Linked DNA regions of Cyprinus carpio: region 2 is linked to region 1. The links are chromatin contacts, called in public Hi-C maps. All regions are on one chromosome and are shown on one strand. The core of a region is the stretch at or near the end of the contact, and the rest is flanking DNA. Distances in the headings are between cores, read along the strand shown.

Evidence for each region. A called contact is a pair of places that touch in the nucleus more often than the background predicts.
Region 2: a contact with region 1 is called in a Hi-C map of skeletal muscle, with 2.5 times the contacts expected there. The contact joins the promoter of meis2a here to the enhancer-like site in region 1. A contact is called at or near these places in 3 of 8 Hi-C or Micro-C datasets (liver and skeletal muscle).

What each region holds. Positions count from the first base shown.
Region 1 is chrB17:28,124,250-28,129,476 of ASM1834038v1, forward strand. It overlaps meis2a (homeobox protein Meis2), which reads right to left. Exons shown (of 14, transcript XR_006156903.1): 9 at 5,169-5,227. Among protein-coding and RNA genes, the nearest start is that of meis2a, 49 kb to the right of the region's middle. Within about 2 kb of position 2,477, at least 1 of the 8 cell types and tissues checked has an H3K27ac peak or open chromatin away from gene starts, as enhancers often do. A contact at or near this core is called in skeletal muscle, where this site is marked.
Region 2 is chrB17:28,171,468-28,177,171 of ASM1834038v1, forward strand. It overlaps meis2a (homeobox protein Meis2), which reads right to left and starts at 3,915. Exons shown (of 14, transcript XR_006156903.1): 1 at 3,462-3,915; 2 at 2,954-3,174; 3 at 2,302-2,443; 4 at 1,968-2,018; 5 at 1,487-1,537; 6 at 896-1,045. It overlaps LOC122140213 (a long non-coding RNA gene), which reads left to right and starts at 3,926. Exons shown (of 3, transcript XR_006156907.1): 1 at 3,926-5,087.

The DNA.
Region 1 (5,227 bases), core at 1,227-3,726:
TAATACGTTTACAACAAACTACAAACACTGTTACCTGTTAGCACCCTTATTTTCATCTGTATTTATTTATTTATTTAATTCAAGAAAATATCTATTAATCACAGCTATGTATTTAGACACTGTCCAAATTTTGTTTGCAAAACCTTTGATATGATATAAATAATAAATAGTACATGATCATTGTTTTCTGAAGGTTCAGCAGATGATTTCATTGACCAAAAAAAATAGTAAAAGTTATTCTTAGCCCTGTTTTGTGACGAGTGAAGTAATGCACAGAATCCCACAAACCTGATAAACTCGCTCCTACAAATCCTGATTGTCAGTGGTTCTTCTCTCCAAAGCCTCCCTCTCTTTCTTTTTCCTCTGAACTTCCTCTGAGCTCACGCTATGTTCATCTGCAGCGTCAGCAGAAAGACTCCCGCCCGCTCGCTCTCTCTCTCTCTCTCTCGCTCAGGCTTTATTTCACTAATGTGGGCTGTATTTCCCTCATCCTCGGTGTGAGCAGCAGCAGATCTGGCTCTCTATAAATAACTGGAAAAAGCCAACTGATCCGTCTGAGAGTGAAACACAGGAAGCTCTCAGCCACACATCCTCCACAGGACCGGCCGAGCCGAACACAACCAAAACAGTCCTCAGCATATGAAGAGCAGTGAACACTGAAGCACAGCGGCAGCTCATAAACACAGCCCTGGCAGCACAGACTTTATATTTCAGCTTTGAGTGGGTTTCCCTTTTACAAGCCAGAGTCCAGAGAGGATGTGAAGGGTGAGTGTGCATTTATTTTTCAGTGATATAAAAAGAGCACGGAGCTCAGCGCTGCTTCTGTCCGTGACATCTCTCCTCGTTTGCAGCTTCTCATTAACAAACAATACTGCTGTGAAATTGCTTTAATGACAATGTAATAAAATTGCTATTGGGCTCACAGATGGCCCGAGGCGCAGCACGATCCTACAGCGCTGCATCAGACGGTGTGTGTCTCTCTGTGTGCCGTACCTGCAGACCGTGTAAATTAACCCACTTATCACCTTCTGCTCTCAGATGCTTCTCTTTCTTCAATCTTTCTCTGTTTGTTTCCCCCTCAAAACAAAACGTGCCATCCCAGAACACGAAAGCGTTTCCTCCTGTGGCCCGGCTCACTTTCATTTGCATTCACTGCACTTACACTAACAACACCGCACACACATTATTACTCTTATTTGTCTACTTCTGTCTTGTTTTTCAGTATAATATCTAGATTTACTGGAGAAGCAAAATTACTTAAGATACTCAGTTTCTGAATGTGTCACCACACATTATTACTCTTATTTGTGTACTACGATGCATAACACACACACACACACACACATATATTATAAAAATAAGTTTATACTTAAAATAAGTTTATTTTTCTGACTATTTTTTAAAACATTTCAAAAATGGTAACACAATATATTTTTGTGACTATTAGTTAACAGCATTAGTTAACATGGACTAACAATGAATAACACTTCTGCAGTATTTATTAATTTTAATGTTACGTTCTTTTTTAATGAAAAGTTGTATCTCTTAACATTAGTTGATGGACCGTGAACTAACATAAAGAAATGATGAACAATTGTATTTTAATAAACTAACATTAGCTTTAGGTTAATAAATGCTGCAAAATACATGAATTGTTCACTGTGAACTAATGCATTAGCTAATGTTAACAGATGAGACCTTACAAACACTTCTTAAGTCCTTTTGCTTCTCAAGGAAATGTATCTTGTTTTAGGAATGCTTAGATAATTGTACTGGAAACAAGACAAACACACTGAGGAAGAGAATATTTTCCAGTGCACTGCGTTGGTGTATATTATGGTTGCTCCTGCTGTTTGAAGTGCAGTGTTTTCAGGTTCTCTGTCTCTGTCCTGCAGGAGTTTTCCTCTCTCAGCTGAACAGGGTTCCTGTGAAGAGGATCTTTCTGATTTGGTCTAAATGTGCGGCATCCATCGGCCAGATGCAGACTAGTGTGCCAAAAGCGGATGGGCGCTCTGGCACTACGAGAGAGAAGCTGGAGCGGGGGGTGAGGATGGCACATGGGAACCAACAACTGAGTCAATTCTGCTAATTAACTGCCAATTAGCGGTCCCTAAATGCAAGCGATGCTGATGATGTTCTCTGCCAGCAGCTCGCGCCGCCGCTCATCTCCACTCGTCCTCTCACGCGGTATATTTAGAAAGAGTGGCCCGCGAGACTCCAGGAAAAGACTGGACGCTCTGATCTAGGTCAAAGTTAAATGGATGACCAGTAACTTCAGTCGTGACTGTGCCAGTGTGTAACAGAGACAGACAGACCTGAGTAGATCTGTGTGTTTAAACTTTCCCATGCTCTGAGCAGGAAAATCAAACATCTTCACAGGCCAGTTTATACGTTTATACATCACATTTGGAAAATATTAAGCCATTATTTTGAATTTCATAACAGCTGGCTGTGCCAAGTGAAAGGGTCATAAAAAGCATAAAGCTGATCTGTTTGTTTTTTTCTGTTTTTAGTTTGGGTTGGGGGGGAGAGTTATGAAACCTTTCTTCAGTCGTCTCAGTATAAGCAGACTATGATGATTATTCATATAAAGTCTAAAACAGAGCCACAGATTGGACGCCAGCACAGATGGTTCAGTCTGAGACGCCTCAGCTTCAGATGTTGAGACACAACTGATGAAACAACAACAGATGAGCAATACACAGAGAGAGAGAGAGAGAGAGAGAGAGAGGGAGAGAAAAAGGATCGAGGGAGGAACGGAGAGAGAGCTCATAGAAGAGGAGAGAGAGAGATGAGAGACAGAGAGAGAGAGAGAGAGATAGAGAGAGAGAGAAAATGGTGGGGGTGAGAGAATAGAGAGACACTGTTGTTTTGTAAGCGGGCTGGAATGATTAAGGGGGAGAGTGGATAGAGACGAGAGATTGTCGAGAGAGGGAGAGATGAGAGAGACTAGGGATACAAGAGAAGATAGAGAGAGAGGAGAGGTTGTTCGTAAGTCACCTATTACTCTCCATTTGTCAGATCATTAGTCAAATGAGTTTCCATGATTCATTGTTATAGAGTCACTTTTCAAATCATCATTTATTCTGTGGTGGAAATGACATTTGAAACGAATTTGAAAAAAAAATTAAATTTGAAAACGAAAACCAATTTGACATATTGAAATGGTTTGTGATTATTTCACTGTTTGTTTGGATCACAGTTTTATGTGTAATAAATAATATTTTTATAGAGTATTTTTATGGTTAACTCTTATGGTTTGGTCTGTGATTAAAAAAATACATATATATGATGAGGGCATGGTGAAACAATTCCAAGACAGTTTCAATAAAAGTTAACCCCTGGGACAGAAAAGATCCTGAAGTTGAAGAAACAAGAGCAACCAGTAATGAGACAAACCCACCTCTCTTTCATAATGCTGTGTGTGTGTGTGTGTGTGTGTGTGTGTGTGTGTGTGTGTGTGTGTGTGTGTGTGTGTGTGTGCGTGCGCGTGCGCGTGTGTGTGTGTGTGTGTGTGTGTGTGTGTGTGTGTGTGTGCTGCACTTGGTGGTGTGTAAAGCATCTCTCTCTCAAACAGGTCAAACAGGATTGCTGTACAGTTTCAGATCTAATTACCCACTGCTACATAGTGAAGCACCAACACCAGTGACCGTCTCACAGACATGCACACACACACACACGCAGAGCAGAGATCAGATCCACGGCGCAGAGAGAGATGGACAGGTAGACAGGCTTGTCAGAGCAGGAGACACGCTGTCTATTGACACGTTACACAGAGCACCCTTGTGCCTCCTCCAGGTCTGATTGTGCCCCCGAACAAAGACCTGATTCAGGACGTCCATGCAAACCTCGTCCTGCCCATCTCTCTCCCCTCTGCTCTATATCAAAGCAGGCCATCACAGGAGGACTCCGGGGCCCTTCTGGCCCATCAGCAGGAACGTCAGGAGGATCTGAGAGCTGAGCGAATGCTACCACAAATACAACCTAACCTCGGACAATCAGATAGATAGATAGATAGATAGATAGATAGATAGATAGACGGATGATAGATAGATAGATAGATAGATAGATAGATAGATAGATAGATAGATAGATAGATAGATAGATAGATAGATAGATAGATAGACTCAAGTCTTTCAGTATCTGGAGTCTCAAACTGAGTGTTGATCTCGTCTCACTCTCTCGTTCTCTCTTGGTGGTTTTCGTGGGTTACTTCAGCATTAATCAGCATGAAACAGGCAAAGCAGCTCAATGTTCTGCTGCCGTAGGTGTGTGACGGCATGAAAGCTCGGTAACCGCTGTAATTGAAACACCATCCACACCGCCGGGCGCGTGAAAGGCAGATAACGGCATTCCTGTGGCCAATTTAAGGACCTGGCCAGATCCGGCAGACAAATCACGCTCATTCTCCGGGTGTGTTGCTCATTGTGAGCCGGCACCAGAATGAGGTGTAGGGGGAAAATTGAATCACAAAAGCAAAAAAAAAATCAATTGACCCCGGGGTGGTGCGCGGGCCTGCGGGCCGATAAAGCCGAGAGCCGCCGCCTGTACCCGACAGATAGAGCGCCACGTAAATGAGTCCGCTTTGATAAATACATTAAGGGAAGCCGTGAATAAAAGGCAGGGACTTCTCATTTGTAAATAGAAGCTCCACTACACAGAATTAGACTGATAAAATAGCGCTCTGTATAATTAAGTTTGTGTAAGGCCAGAAAATCCGTGCAAATACCTTCCCGGTGTTTTGAAAAGAAGCTGTCAGCTCAATTAATCTGAACATCGGCTGCAGAATGTAGCGAAGGAAATTAAGCCTGCGATAAAAAAAAGAGCCCGGCCGAGTATTTTGATAAATAATGCCTTTATCATTTCTTTGGCTCTGTGATCATTTTATTTAATCCACCACCTCCAGTTATGAGCTAAGCCATCTACAAAGACGCTGCCGGCCAGAGCGCCGCGGCTCTAATCCGGCGGGGAGCAGATCGGGGACGGGGAGGTGTCTTCTCTTGAGGAGGAGGTGCACACTGTCCTCTTCCTCTTAATGCATCAAAGGGACACAAATGTGTGTCGAACAGCAAAGAGCCGCGGTGATAATGCATGAGTAGAGTCAGCATGCAAATGATCTCCGACGGTCAACACTGCTGGCAAAAGAGATGAAAAGTGGCTCTACTCACCAGTTGTTTACTTGTAAGATGGTGAGGCCTGTGTCTTGAGCGAGCTGCTTCTTCTGTTC
Region 2 (5,704 bases), core at 2,665-5,164, 49 kb after region 1:
ACACATATTTTACACTAAGTTATTACTAACATTACTTCACTCTAATGCAGTATAGTGAGAGATGGCCCTCAGAAGCCTCAGATCTGCTGCTGTGAACCCCAGACACAGCGCTCCTCACAGGACTCTCGAGGTGAACTACACGACGCGGAAAACTTTCTTTCCCCCAGCATTTCATTTACAACACCGAAATCAACACGTTTAAACACAGCCGCTGTCACTGAACAGCAGAAGCTTCTGAGTCGTCGCTGAATTCACTATAATAGAGCATCGGGCCTGTAAACCGGACTCAAACCTCAGCAGAACTCAATAAGAGACGATTAAACACATCAACAACATCATCATCATCCAAGCAAACTATAGAGAAGCACATTATAAACTTGCCTCTCCAATACTTTAAACAAAATAGTGTGCATGCTCGCATAACACTGAGGCATAGCCTATAAAACAGGTTATAACGACATCACATATCCGTAACAATTATTAATTTGTTTAAAAGCAGTCTTGCGCAATGCGCGATTGCAACATCACAAGATAGCCTACAGACATAATAAAATACAAAAACACAAAATAACAGCTCTACATCAGCTACCAGCACTAAATAGAAATATATATATATATATATATATATATATATATATATATATATATATATATATATATATATATATATATATATATATATTCATACACCGTGTTTGCTCACAAGCCACCACAAGTTCAGAAAAATCGCATGAAACTCTCAGCCAAGAGTCCATTTTACCATTCAATCTGAATTAATAACATCATATCTTATATATTATCCACCATTTGGCTCGTTCACGTTACTTTTTTATGGTATGCCTGCTACATATAATATCCGGCGCAGCAGAGACAATGAACCCGTCCTGTTACTTACATGATCGGCTAAGTTAGTTGAAGATCCCGAGATGTCCTCGTGGTCTGATTTTGAGCTGCCATCCCGTTCATCAATCACTAAATCTATGGGCATTTTTCCTTTCAAACAGCTGATGTACCGATGGCAGAAATTGTCGCAGAGTTCGTGCACTTGAGCAGAGAAAAGAAAAGCTCTGTCAACAGCCGCTCCAGAAAGAAGCACAATTAAAGGACATTATGAGCAAAGGCAGGGAAACAATAGAGAAATTGTAGCGATGCTTATTATTCTCTAGAGACCCGTGCAACAAGTTAATCGACAAAAATAAACGCTACAGACGAACATCACTATAAGTTGTCCGTGAAAATATTTATTTATGTGAAATAAATAAGAATTTTTCTATGTCAAAAACGTGGAAATAAATTAAATAACATGGTTTAAATATCAAATTATGTTCGGAGTAATTTTGTATTATTACACCAAGTAATGCAAAATCTGAATTATTCATTAAAATATTTTACCAAAAATAATAATACATTTCAAAATTGATAACGAGAAGTAAATCCATCCAAATTATTTCTGAAATTAAATCAAAACAAATCAATAAAAGATTACCTTTTCTAGCTCCAAAAGATGAAATCGTAATACTTGTATGGCTTGTATCATCTGTAAAGAGAAACGGACGTCGTTAGCCGTGTGCCTTCTCTGCAATTTAATTTTAATTTTCTTTGCATTATATTTTGCATCGAACAAAAACCTTCTATTCCAATGGAAAAAATGTAATTAAAAAATAAGAAATAATTCAATAATGTGTTTGAAAAATAAAAAGCGATTATTTTTGATATGTAAAATTGCAGGTGAAATTATTGGCCTGTGAGACGTGTTTAAGGGGGTAGATGGTGATATCAGCCCAATAATTGAATTTGAATGCACTTCAAACAGCCCTGTCACCCATCAGATCCCCTCGTATTTACTTTCACTATCTCCAGATCCAATGCAAAAAAAAAAAAAAAAAAAAAAAAAGAGTCAGACTCATTTCAGAGAAGTAAAGTGTGCGGCTGTTCCGAAGATAATCAGTGCTGGAGTGTTATCTTACCAAATTATCCAATTCAGGATTTGAAGAAAATAAAGGTTTTTCTGCGCGGACCTAAAACACACCAGAATGAGAGTTAATAGCAATCGATGAAGATGTGTGCAGAAATTCAGTCGCTAATTAAACTTCAAAATAAGCATTAAAATTGCAGTCGTCGCTAATCTGGTTAAAGTAGAAAACAGTCGCTTAATGTAGCTACTTACAACATCCAAGTGCATTCGTGGAAATATAATTAGCCATCTTAAATGAAAAGGGATCGGCTATTTTTGGCTTGGTTTTAATGCTTTAAATGCGTCTGGAAAGGCTCGAGGTGTTAGATGTGAGGGTCGTGAGTGACCTGTTTGGCGAAGACAGCGATGTCCTCGTTGAAGGAGTCTGAGGAGCACACGTCTCCTCCAGCAACCCCGGGCTCGCGGGGAGTGCATGTGGCCAGCTCACACTTCTCAAAGACCAGAGCCAGCAGAGGAAACAGAGGATGACTGCAGAGACAACAGCGACACGCTAACCTTCAGATCAACTGGCGAAAAAACGAGCCGCGAAACAAAGCAGTAATTCCAAACAGCCTACAACAGTTCAGAAATGACTTCGAAATCAAATGCATTCTACACTCGACGAGAATCGGGTTTCGTAACTTTGTTTTGGGCTGCAGTGATTTGGAACTTAAATGGAATTAAAGCAGCAATCTCCCGTTTATCGTGAAATTATTTTAAACGTGAGGTTAAAGTTTGCACGCCAATTGGTCAAGAAAATAAAAATAAGTAAAAAATAAATAAATAAATAAAAAATGCACACAAATTAATGCGCAAAACAAAATGCAATGCGTGTACAAAACGCCTTACAAAAAAGTATTTTAAAAAATAAATAAAATAAAATAAGTACTAACACCAATTACTTCAAGTTCCTGGGGGAAAAAAGAAGAAAAAAACTATTACGGGAAAGAGAAGCCCGACTGAATGAGCTCTCGGGTCCGGTATGAGTTTGGAACTCACCCGTAAATTTGATCTTTATCCCTCTTTAACACGTCGTTGACAGCTGAGCCCATGCTGGTGGGCATGACGTTGGGATGGGGGGCATGTGTGCCGTAGTGCTGGGTGGCGTGGAGCGGCGGTCCGTGATTCAGATGATGGACCTGCGGCAGCGGCCGAGGCGCGTGAGGATCCCCGTACATACCGACCCCGTCCATGCCGCCGTAATGAGCCAACTCATCGTACTGCAAGAGAAGCAGAGAGTCAGCACAAAGAGCACTAAAACAAAAGGCAAGCCTGCAGAGAAAAGTCGGCTAGCGTGAGGGGAAAGAGAAGAAAAAGTCTGGCGCGAAGCTAAAGTTTGCTGCATATTTGCGCGTAATTACCAAAAACATGGTCAAGTTGTGCTTCCCGAAGCGAGCAAAGCGTCGCGCGCGCGGCGAGTATTCCCAGCCAAGTGCGTCAGACTGAAGGAGAGGCCTGTGATAGATAGTGTATCAGTGGAGGTGAGTGCTGGAGATTTTAAACCTACCCTTTGCGCCATCAGCCTGCGCTCCAATAAACCTCTGGATCTGTGTCGTAGATTGAATTTCCCAGTCCGCTCACAAACTCATGCGCTGCAATAGATCCCCTTTTCCAGCAAACTTGGCGAATTCCTCCTATTCTCCAGAACGAGCGCAGGCATCAGGAAGAGTTTTGCAATTATTCTTCTTTTCCTCTTTGCCCCCCCAGAAAAGAAAAGAAAAAAAAGTCGAGCACCAAACTGAAGGTTACAGCCGGCCCATCAACAACCTGCGTGTAACTAAACTGTCGCGTCTCATGGCTTTTTGCCACTCCAGCTGTCAATCAAAGCCAGAGGTTGTCAAGGTAATGAATGAATGATGGTTGGTGATGATGTTCAAGAGAGGATGAATCTTTTTAGCCCCGTTTTCATCCCACAAGTCCCTGTCTCCTTTATGCCTCCGGTCCGCTTTCTTGTTTTATTACTACAGTAAAAAAAAAGATGAAAAGAGGAGAGTTTGTAAAAACGCGGCGATCTCTGGCGCGGTCTGAGATGAGTGAGTGTCAGTGAGTGTTGGCAGGTCGGCCGCTCGCTCGCTTATAGAACGCAGAGAGTTGAGCTGCGCGCATCGGCGGGAGAATGAAATGACGGAAGCCGGAAGTGGCGCTGAGCACAGCCAGTCCTGCGCGAGCTCCACGCCAAACCCTGCGCGAGAGGCGAGCGTCCAGTGCGCGAGGGGGGAGCCACGCAACTCCGCGCACCGCAGATCCCACTCACATGCGCTGAGAACTACTAGACGTCGCGGCGCGTCGGGCACGCGTCCAAACCTTAAAACTGCGCTTTTAATATCTTTATTGGAAGAAGGAAAGTCATTCCAGCCCGACTTTGCTTAATGCATAACTGATACAACTGCTATCGAGTGTCACGTCCCTTATTTTTTTTTATTTTTCTTGTGCACAACAAGGTTCAAAAAACGCATACTCAGTCGGGGCCCCTTTCAGAATAAAGTAAACTTTTCCACGCGCGAGAAGACAAAACAAAGCTAGGTATATGTTTGGAAACTGTCTTTAGTCCAACAGCATTTGAAGATTGAAATGTGAGCCGTGCATCGCGCGCTCAATTATCAAAGAGCCCCGAGATCATCAATCATTAGGAAGGCCTGAAGTTTCAGAGGAGGAGCAATGATATTGATTGTGCTACAGATGGCCCCGAATACCACAAACAGACCCTTAAAATACTACTCCTCATCAATGATCATATAGCCTGCATCGCGGCACATGTGACATCATCGTCGTATCGACCGATTTTTACATAAATGTCTACATTTCGAGCTCCCTGACTTGTTTTGTTGTCGAAATTAACAATTCACGGCTTAGTGGAGCTGAACTCATGCGGGATCTCAACAAACAAGGTCAATAAAGTGCTCCGCAGACGCCCGAACCACGGGCTTGAGTTCTGATGAAGCAGGCAATTAAAACGGATTTCATAAATGCAACAACTGCTCTGTTTATGACAGAGGGGAGGGAAGACCACGAGGAGAGAGTAGAAGTGAAGGGTACACTGTGCGATAGCGACTGCAGTGGACACAGAGCGCGCGCTGCCTGACCACTGCTTCATCGCGAGGAAGAAGATGAGGACCATCTCTATAGAGACGCGGTAAGTCCATCGCATCCTTACAGAACCGAGTGCGACTGATCACAGCAACATAACACACAACTTTACAAATAATGCGTAGAAGAATCTACTAAAGTCATAGGCTACAATAAATTAATATCTCAAAAAAAAAAAAAAAAACAACAACAACAAAAAAAGGATAGCTCTGTTAGTTCACATTTTCGGTCGATTAAATAAACTGTTTTTATGACGCGTTCGAGCAGGTTTTCAATGTATTAATCCACTGCATCACGGTTCTGCTGCTGGGTCTCACTGAAAACAAACTTTACCGACACACAAAAACACGCTTTCGGCTTCAAAAATGTTTGAAACTACATAACCGCTTCCTCTTTTAAAAAGATAATGAACATAGAATATATCGTTAAAAAACAAACAAACAAACAAAAAAACAAAAAAACCTACCGAGCGAAAACACTCATGCGACGATTCTTAAAAAAAGAAGAAGCTCAAATCTGTGTTGTGAACGGGGATCCGTGGCTCCGGCAGAGATGGCATTAACTGGAGGTAAGATTTCATCTGCTGGTGTCAAATTGAGGTCATTTTAGGGTTAAAGCTCTCGATGTCTCTGCCCAGCTGCGGCCGAGAATCCATTTCAACAC